2 separate regions of the Mus musculus genome follow, and region 1 is linked to region 2. A link is a contact called in public HiChIP or PLAC-seq data. All regions are on one chromosome and are shown on one strand. Each heading gives the region's core, a stretch centred on a gene start, on an enhancer-like site or on the middle of the called end of the contact. The rest is flanking DNA. Distances are from core to core; before and after follow the strand shown. Region 1 has its middle 5.9 kb from the start of Cwh43. Region 2 overlaps Fryl (FRY like transcription coactivator).

Evidence for each region. HiChIP or PLAC-seq counts read pairs in DNA pulled down with a chosen protein or histone mark.
Region 1: an H3K4me3 HiChIP or PLAC-seq map of embryonic basal ganglia shows a contact between it and region 2, with 3 times the contacts expected there. The contact joins two enhancer-like sites. A contact is called at or near these places in 3 of 39 promoter capture datasets (embryonic stem cells, hippocampal neurons and liver), 8 of 15 datasets of contacts at CTCF or cohesin (the G1E-ER4 cell line, the NIH/3T3 cell line, embryonic stem cells and 3 more), 59 of 484 Hi-C or Micro-C datasets (the Ba/F3 cell line, the G1E-ER4 cell line, the HL-1 cell line and 29 more), 13 of 115 datasets of contacts at active chromatin or transcription factors (the HPC-7 cell line, Th17 cells, astrocytes and 4 more) and 3 of 9 other capture datasets (adipose tissue, liver and pancreatic islet).

What each region holds. Positions count from the first base shown.
Region 1 is chr5:73,397,677-73,402,706 of GRCm38.p6, reverse strand. It overlaps the pseudogene Gm35960. Among named protein-coding and RNA genes, the nearest start is that of Cwh43, 5.9 kb to the left of the region's middle. Within about 2 kb of position 2,331, at least 75 of the 459 cell types and tissues checked have an H3K27ac peak or open chromatin away from gene starts, as enhancers often do. A contact at or near this core is called in embryonic basal ganglia and neural progenitor cells, where this site is marked.
Region 2 is chr5:73,058,173-73,063,348 of GRCm38.p6, reverse strand. It overlaps Fryl (FRY like transcription coactivator), which reads left to right. Exons shown (of 63, transcript NM_028194.2): 48 at 3,800-3,970. Among named protein-coding and RNA genes, the nearest start is that of Slc10a4, 54 kb to the right of the region's middle. Within about 2 kb of position 1,693, at least 12 of the 459 cell types and tissues checked have an H3K27ac peak or open chromatin away from gene starts, as enhancers often do. A contact at or near this core is called in embryonic basal ganglia and neural progenitor cells, where this site is marked.

The DNA of each region.
Region 1 (5,030 bases), core at 1,082-3,581, 340 kb before region 2:
ACTCCCTCTTCTGGTGTGTCTGAAGACAGCTACAGTGTACTTACATATAATAATAAATAAATAAATCTTTAAAAAAAAAAGAAAAAAGAAAATATTTTGGAGTTTAGCTGTGCTGCCAGATACATAATAAATACACAAAGCCATTTGACTTCGCCCTTTGAGAAGATAAACTTAATGGCAACTTTTACCTCAATTGAATATGATGAGACTCCTGGTGTACTGCCTGTATTTTAAAAGTATTAGCAGGTTGTGGTAGCACGCATTTGTAATCCCTGCACTTGGGAGGAGAGGCAGAAGGACAAGGATTTCAAGGTCATTCTCAGCTATGTAGCGAGTCCAAAGCCAAACTGAGTAATATGAGCCTTTAGAAGGCAAAAGTTAAAACAACAACAACTAATGTTTAAGATAAACAAAAGAAATGAAAGAAATTCCACCACCACCACCACCACCACCACCACCATCACCAGAAAGATACACAGCAGCTCAGTGAACATCAATGTTAAAGATAATTACATAGGAGAAATTCACTTCACACTCACTATGGAATTCTGATTTTTTTATTTTTTAAAAAATCGGATGCTAACATGTTGACAAGGATGTGAAGACTGTGCTGGAGGGGGCAGAACGTGGTGCAGCTATGTTGGAAAACGTTCTATCGGTTCCTCAAAGAGTTAAATACAGAGGTACTGTATGAGCCAACCATTGCACTCCAAGGTATAGGTATGGGGGGGGCGGGCAATGTACAAACCCCATGCACAGATGCTTGAAGCAGCAGTGCTTCTAACAGCCCTAAAGAGAAGCAGTCCAAATGCATAAGCCCTGATTATAGTGTTATTTACATTCAATAGAACAGCATTCAGCAATGAAAAGGTATTGCTACATACGATGGCACAGTTCACTCTAGACACTGTGTTAAGAGAAAGGAGCCAGTCATTAAAAAAAAAATTGTACAATCCTGTTTACGAGAAATATTCTGAGTAGGCAAATTGAAAGTGACTGAGAGTGGCTTAGAGGTTACGGGGGGGGGGGTTCATATAGGTGGAGAAGGAAGTGGGTTGGTGAATCCAGTTTCTCATAGAGTAGATGACACTTCTAAAATTAACTTGTGACTGGCAACTTCCCGACTGTCAGTGTGCTGGCAGCACTTCCCTGCCCACGGGATGCTAAGTTCATGAATCACATAGGGTGAGGATCTCCAAAACACTTTCAAGTGTTTTGGGCGAGGCTGCAGTCTGAACGCCAGCAAATGAAGAAAAGACATCAGACCCTGCACTCTCCTGCCTGGGTGCCTCCCTGTTTCTCTCTGGATTGATTGCACTTCTCACTGTACCTGGCAAAAGCAACTGAAGAAAGGAAGGAAAGGTTTACTAGGGCTGATAATCTGAAGTTAAGGGTACAGTCCACGACGGCAGGAGAGGTCTGGCAACAGGGAAGGTCTTCCTGCTATACTGCATGCACAGTCGGGAAGCAGAAAGAAACAAAAGGGCACCTTCCTCCCTTTCTCCTTTCTATTCAGTCCAAGAGTAGAGCCCCAGGGCTGGTGAGATGGCTCACTGTGGTAAGAGCACCGACTGCTCTTCCGAAGGTCCTGAGTTCAAATCCCAGCAACCACATGGTGGCTCACAACCATCCATGAGATCTGATGCCTTCTTCTGGTGCATCTGAAGACAACTACAGTGGACTTATGTATAATAATAAATAAATCTAAAAAAAAGGAGTAGAGCCCAGGGGACAGTGCCGCCCACATTTAGGGTGAGTCTTCCCTCCCCATTTAAACCTCGGAAACACCCTCGTGGACACTCCTTGAGGTAAACTTTCCTGGGTGGCTCTTGAGTCCAGTCCAGTTGACAACGGAAGAGCAGTTTTCATATGCTGGAAACAAAAACCACACAGGTCTAATTGAGAGTGTGTGTCTGTGCAGTGCTTTGCTAGTCCATTATAAAGTTAGTTTCTTTTTCAGTATCTAACTTGCTTTTGTTGCAATTGGCCTTCTGTCTTACTTCATTTTCTTTAGCACTCTGACTGCAGCTCACCATAGGTGTGTCTGGAAAATGCAGTCCTTCGATGACGGGAGATCTTGGTGAGCAGCTATCCATCTCTGCTACAAAAGTCTACTTTATAGAGACTTATTTTGAGGTTTAAATAGATAAAAAGCTAAGGCCTTCAGTGTGGTGCCGGTTGTGGTGTTCACAGAACTCACAATACTGGGGGGGGTGGAGGGGGAGGTCTTTTGTTAAGCTGCCATGATGTTTGGCCTAGTGCAGGGGAGGTCTTAGAGACAAGGCTGGCAACTTAACAGTGACAGCTCTGTCCTGAGAGTATTTTAATTGCCTTCTTGAGGCTTTCTGTAATCTCGTTGGCATTCTCCCAACTACAGATTCCACACCAGCACTCGGCATACAAGGAAGGGTTTCATCATCGGCCCCCATCAGTCTCCAGAGAGAGCAGCATCCCACTCTAGACTGTTCTGCGTTTCCAGTCTGGTCCTGCATGGCACAGTGGGAAAGTTCCCCGAGGCTCCTGAGGCTCTCCTGTGCCCCTTTAATGTGGAGTTGAGTTAATGTATCCATAGCGAGTTAATTATGAAGCTGCTTCTAATTTCCTTACTAGGAAATCATATGATCAATAGAGGGCTCATAGGAAGTTTTAATTACCTGGCTCTCCACCAATCTTATTGCTTTTTAATTACAGAGATTATAAAATGTTTACACCCAACACACAGGATATGAGTTATTTGGATACTGATAAAGCCATGCTCAGCCTCGCCTGCACAGTGTGCATGCAATGATGTCAGCTTGCCATTGCAACTACTACCTCCATTTTCATATTTATAATAGGTTTGGCTCATATTTAAATTCCAAAGGCCTTAGCACCTCACTTTTTTGGTGGGATCTCTTTTCCACCCTGAAGCTGTCATTGACATTCTTACATTACCTGGAAATGAATGAAGTCCCTCACAGTCGTGCCAGCTGCTTCCTCGTCCCCTCTGTCCCCTCGTTTTATAGAGCATGACCACGCGGAGTTCAGTCAGAACACGATGAGACTGTTTTTCGTTTTATCGTAAAACGAGGATCTCTGGCATTACCTAACACTGCCTGTTGTGATAAAGATCTGATCTCCTGGTGAGAATAAGAAAAGCTCTTCCTTAAAGAGGTGTGCTGAGAAGAACCATCCACCTCCACCTCCTCCACCACCTCCTCCTCCACCTCCTCCATCACCTCCATCTCCACCTCCACCACCTCCTCCACCTCCACCTCCACCTCCTCCACCTCCTCCTCCATCTGCTCCACCTCCACCACCTCCTCCACCTCCACCTCCTCCACCTCCTCCTCCACCTGCTCCACCTCCACCACCTCCTCCACCTCCACCTCCTCCACCTCCTCCTCCACCTGCTCCACCTCCACCACCTCCTCCATCACCTCCTCCACCTCCACCTCCACCTCCTCCACCTCCACCTCCTCCACCTCCTCCACCTCCACCTCCTCTACCTCCACCTCCACTCCCACCCCCTCCACCTCTACCTCCACTTCCACCACCTCCTCCACCTCCACCTCCACCACCTCCTCCACCTCCACCTCCACCTCCACCTCCTCCACCTCCACCTCCTCTACCTCCACCTCCACTCCCACCCCCTCCACCTCCACCACCTCCTCCACCTCCACCTCCTCCATCCCCACCTCCTCCACCTCCACCTCCACCTCCACCACCTGCTCCACCTCCACCACCTCCTCCACCTCCACCACCTCCTCCACTACCACCATGGCAGTTCAGGCTCATTTGGTTTATGAAAATATCCACACTACCAGAGAAAGGGATCAGTTCCTGGTCTGCAATGACTAACATCTGTCTCCCTGGTATCCCACAACCATCCCAGGTCAGGTGCAGCAATAGTTGGCACTGTGAAGCTGGAACCTGGATGAGAAATCAGCCTCCTACTGCATGTCTCATGGAGGTACCACGTGGTTTTTCTTCCTAGCCATCGAACCAAGGGACTTGGGGTGCTACCAGTACAAAGCACTCATCCAGCATGCATTAAGACCTGGGTTATGTCTCCACCACTGCTGAGGACAGACATGGGAAAGGCAGAAGAAGAGAGAAAGGAAAAAGAATAGAAAAGGGAAGGGAAGGGAAGGGAAGGGAAGGGAAGGGAAGGGAAGGGAAGGGAAGGGAAGGGAAGGGAAGGGAAGGGAAGGGAAGAAATGGACAAACCCACACTCTAGCCTTCTCAAGCCAGGCAGCCTGTGGCTCTAGATGTGTCCTCTAAGAGGTAAAGTCCAGTGAGAGGGTTTGTACTCACAGTGACACACCCTTAAGATAGGTGCTGAAACCCCAACATCTCCCTTTAGCCCTCTTTCCATTTGGCCACCTTGCATCCCCGCTGTCTCCCCACAGGCCTGAAAGCAATGGAGTCACCAGACTGTGGGCTCCACCCTTGAAAACAGTGAGCTCCAACAGACCTTTTCTCTGTGTAGGTGGATTGTTTCCAACATTTGTTACAGTAACAGAAGAAAACTGACTAACTCAGGCAGTGTCTACTCAAAGAGGCAGAAACTGTTTGGACAAAGAGAGTAATCCACTGCAGCTCTTTCTTACAAGCACTCCTAGTCCCTTATGTTCCACTTCAGAACTGATGGGCAGCTCTTTCCCCGTGAGCTTTGATTGCTTCCCTTTATTTGGCTTGAGGATGTCTGAGTTGCTGTTTGCTTTCCTTGCTTGCCCAATACATTGAGAATGTTTTCTCGTGGCAATAGATGACCCTCTTCCATATGATCTTCAATGGTGTAATGATCCCTTGGCTTAGTAACATATAATTTACTCATGGTGATTCTCAAATAAGCAGACCGCCTAACTTTTTGTCACTATGCAGACTGCTCGAATTAAGATTCACGTCGCCCACCTCCACCACCAAATGAAATCAGTCCTCCTCCACACGATATGGAAGAAGAGGAGGATGGGGGGGGGGAGGGAGAGGCAGTAGGACACAAGTGATCCAGCTCAGAGGCACCAAATGGATGAAACCAATGACCAAG
Region 2 (5,176 bases), core at 444-2,943:
TACAATTACAAATAAAAGGTAGCTACGTTTAAAAAGAATACACAGCCCGCAGTGAACGACGCGACTCGATCGGGGAGGAGGCAGTGAAGGACAGCTGCAAACTAGAACCCCAGGAGGGAAAGCCGGAAAGTTCCCAGAGAGGAATAAGTAAACTGCCTTTTCTTATAATCAGTGATTCAGTTCAGGAGCAGCACAGGAAGGGAAGAGGCCAGCAGCAGGTACAGCCCAGTGAAGGGAACGTCCTGTTGTCAGGTACGACGCCATTGAGTGCAGAGCCATAGAGAGCGCTACGCAGCAACAAAACACGTCAGCAGGAAGGGAGAGCCTTAGCGTTACCCTGCCAGATAATACAGAGGACGAGAAAATACAGAGAGCTGGTCAGGGTGGCACGAGCCTGTGGAAGAAGGATCATCTCAAGTGAAGGGTGCCCCGGTATCCCCAGGGGGTTATAGGACAGCCAAGGGGTGGAGTGAGACCCTGCCTTTAAAAACAAATCAGAAAAGATAAAAGGTGTATTAAAGTATGGCATTGAGTCTCTCCCTACTTGAATTTCTAAATTTATTACAATTTATTAACTATGAAGAGATTCTTAAACAGCCAATTGTAGATCACTTAGCTTGTCATGGTTAACAGAACCATATCCTAATTTCTTAAACATGGTAAACCAGCAGGGTGGCTCACGGCTGTGACCTCAGTGCTCTAGAGGCTGAGAAGGAATTTTGTCGTGAGTTTGAGGCCAGCTGGGTTACATGGTACGTTCCAAGCCAGCCTTGGCTACAGAATGAGAAAAAAGAAAAAAATAAAATCTAAAATCCTGAGCTGGCAGGATGGCTCAGTGGGAGAAGGCACTTGCCTCCGACCTGCACAACCTAAGTTCGATCCCTACATGGGTAAAAGGAGAGAACCAACTCCTGCAAGGTGTCCTTTGACCTCCACACACTCACACAGTAAATAAAGAAATGGAGTGAAATAGAGAAGTGTATATGGTAGTAGAAAAAGATGGCACAAGGATTCTTATTCTTGATTTCTCTTAATAAGTTCAATAGAACGTTAAGAATTTGACAGAAAACTGATGGTTTGAAATGAAAGGATATTTTGGAAAATATCTGCCTAAAATATGTAGCATTTTCACTGACGAGGATTTAAGATGATATAAAATTTTTTAAAAATGGCTTTCACTTTAATATTCCAATTATGCATCGTTAGGAAAATACAAACAAGGTCTCTCCCCACCCCCCCGCTGAGGAGCTTGAAAGAAGACATGAGGGGAAACTATATATTGGCTTAATTGGAGTTTTTAAGGGAACAAAAAGCTCAAATAGGAAAACAGAAGCATCTAAGGTGCAGCCGGAACAGTAGCCAACCCACTGAGAAGCCCAGCCCGGCCTGAAGGATGTCACAGCCCCTGAAGATAGAGCTGCTGGTGTCCTGACCTCATCAGGACACAGGAAGTCCCCTGTGATTTATCATTTTTTTTCTTCTAAGAATCCAAATTAGGCTTTCTGTGATTGCTAAATTGTTTTGAAGTGGGCTTTCTCCTGCACTGTAGCACCGGATGGCTCCCTCTGTGTGTGCTTTTAGAAACCTGCGGGCTGTGGGTTAAATTGATTTCCTCAATTTATTCTCTCACTTGGAACTGTTGAGAGTAATTTTCTGCTATTATGTGCTTCCTCATTATGCAAATATCCCTGGATCTCTGTTTGCGCCCACGGAGAGCTCAGCAGCTCACTTGGGCCAGGCAACGAACGCGCTTTCATTATGGCAGGAACCTTGCCAAAAAGTTTGTTACAGACATTTATTCTTTTTTTAAGTCACTGGATTGTATTTTAACCTGATGTTTCTAAGTGTCAAAATTTATTCTTAAGACATTTTCTTTTTTATATTGCCCAGGAGTCCTCTCCCATTTCAAAGATAAATGTTTAACATTTATTGTTGAGGAAAAAGTACCCTTTCGTAAGAACTTAGTTTGTACAGCCAGAGGTGATGGCATACACCTGTAATCCCAGTGAGTTCAAGGCTGGCCTGGGCTACATAACAGGGCTCAAAAACAAACAAAAATCTCCAAAGACCGTTTTATCGTTCAAGAAAGTTTTCTAGCAAGGATATAAACAGTCATTGTGAAGTTATAAGATTATATGACTTTTAAATAGTTCATTAGGTTAGTCTTGGTTGAAATAGAAATGAGAAACCAAGGTTCCCCTCCCCCCATCTTCTCATGGTTGGCTTTATGGATAATGGATTAGATAGTTGAAAATCATTATTAAATGATTTCGGGTACTGCATTGGCATTTTCTGCAGTCATACATGCATGCCTTTATATCTCCAGCATGGATAATGGCAGAGAGATGGACTTAAGGCCCTTCAAGTCTATCAGTTGTCCTCTGAACTATTAGATTAGTTAAATAAATAGTTAAATATGTGTATATTTCAGAGGCAACATTTCTCTTTACTAAATGCTGTAGGCAGTTGTGGAAACGGATATAACACATTAGGAGTAAATGGAAGAACACTCTTGAAAAATGAAAAGAAGAAAACTGAAATAGACAGTATGACAAGGCTGGTCTTCATGATACATACACATGTACATGCATGCATATATACATACATATATGTTTGTACATACATATATACAGACATGTAGCACATACATACATTCATACACACATATATACACATATATATACACATACACATATATGCATATATATACACGTATATATGTATATATATATACATGTGTGTGTATATGTGTGTGTGTATGTATGTGTATGTGTGTGTATATATATATATGTGTGTGTATATATATGTGTGTGTGTGTGTGTATATATATATATATATATATATATATGCGAAGGCCCTTTTCCAGTTCTAGTTTGTTATAGCATCTCCAGAAGAGGCTAAAAGACATCTTCACTAGTCACCCAGGGAATAAAGGAACTAAGAATATGAATTTAATCAGTAACCCCCCCTCCCCTTGCAAAGGCCATTCCCCATTCCATAGCTCTGTGTCAACCTGCTCCTGGAAAGTTTGGCTTCCACCAGGACTGGCCAAGGAACTCGGCACTTAGATAATTTCCTGAGGAGCAGTCAGATGGCCGGTGTGCAGGTTGCTACCAGTGGGCATACCACAGCTCCAGTGTGGTCCTGTGACTGTCACACAGGTTGGGACTGTCAGCAGTAACTAGTCCATGAGATGCCCTGACACAGCAGCCCTGAAGCAGCCTGAGAATCTCAGGTAGAGCCTGCCTGCTTTTAGGCTCTTGGGCACCAGAGCGCTTTGGGATTCGACAAGACAGACGGAAAGTCAAGAGTAGGGCTTATGTACCCATAGACGGCCGTTCACCAGAGACCATGTTATAGACTGTAAACACCATCCAGTGTAAAACCCAGACAAGTGCTGGCACATCAGTCCTCTTTCTGGTCTTCCGTCGTGGTGGCTCTCACCCTTCCTAATGCTGCACCCCTTTAGTACTGTTCCTCACGTTGTGGTGACCGCTGCCCCCCGCCCCCCAACCATGAAATTATTTTCATGGCTACTTCACGAGTGCAGTTTTGTTACTCTTGTGAATCATAATGTCTGTATTTCCGAGATAAGGGCTGAGAACCACTGTTCTGTCGGCATTCTCTTAGCAGTGCCTTGGTCTTTCCCTTTCCCATTTTAACTTTTCTGGCTTTAAAAAAAAAAAAAAAGGCCCTGGAATTTTAATGTGCATTTCAAATGATAAATTTTAAATGAATGCGTTTAGCCTAATGCAGGTTTAAGTTGTGGACAACTGGAATAAGCGCGTGTGTTCTCCAGGTCTGTGCGGAAGAGAAGTGCCCGACGCTGGTGAACCTGGCTCACATGATGAGTTTGTACAGCACACATACCTACTCCAGAGACTGTTCCAACTGGATCAACGTGGTGTGCCGGTACCTGCACGACTCTTTCTCAGAGGCGACCTTCAGTCTTGTGACTTACCTGGCAGAGGTGAATTTAGGCGGTTTTGGACCTCTCGGTGGTGACATTGTCAAGTGGCTGTTGAGAGGGGCAGTGCTGTGGTCCTAACTTGTCTTCGAGTTGCACTGGATTAGAGAGCACATCAGAGAGGACAGAGCAGGGAAGATACAAATGCTGCTTTTCAAGTGCAAAAGAGGTTTTTTTTTTTTTTTTTTAATTGGATGGTTTTTTTTCCCAATTCTAGTATCTAGAATCATTGCCTTAGTCGACATGGAAGTAAATGTCTATGTTAGGATTTACTGCTGTAATAAAACACCTTGGCCAGAAGCAACTTAGGGAAGGTTTATTTTAGGTTACAATTCCACATCACAGTCCATAATTGAGGCAGTCAGGGTAGGAGCTCAAACAGGGTGGGGACCTGGAGCAGGAGCTACTATAGAGGCCACAGAGGGGTGTTGTGTACTCTTGCTCAGCCTGCCTTCTTATAGACCCCAGGACCCAAGGCTGTTGTCTCGCCCCCCCCCCCCACACACACACACACACAATGGGATGGCCCACATCAGTCTCTAATTAAAAAAAAAAAAAATGTCCCACAGGCTTTCCTACAGACCAATCTGATGGAGGCATTTTTCTCTACTGCTGTCCTCTCTTCCCAAATTACTTTAGCCTGTGTCAAATTGATATTACAAACTAGCCAGCACAGTAATTAATGGCAACCTTTATTACGGGAATTATGGGAACGTTGTGGGTGGTGTTTTTCCTGGAGAAGAGGCACAATTTTTATTTCTTCAAAATTTATAAATACTTGGAACCTGGCCTGAGACCTGCAATCATAACCGTCAAGAAACTGGGGCTGGAGGTTTGGGAGGGTAGCCTGGGCTACACAGTGGGTTCCAGGAAGGAAGAGAGGGAGGGAGGGAGGGAGGAAGGAAGGAAGGAAAGGAGGAAAGGAAAGGAAAGGAAAGGAGAGGAGAGGAGAGGAGGAAAGGAAAGGAAAGGAAAGGAAAGGAAAGGAAAGGAAAGGAAAGGAAAGGAGGAAAGGAAAGAAAGGAAAGGAAAGAAGACAGACTCAAGAGAATCAAATCTTTTTGGAGGTTTTTTGGTTGGTTGGTTGGTTTGTTTGTAACTGAAAGGTATGTTTCTTTCTAATGGTCAGAATGTGTGAAGTGGCCATCCAGAGTCCAGGAGGCAGTTACTCATTCAGTTTTACAGGATTAAATCTTGCGCAAGATCATT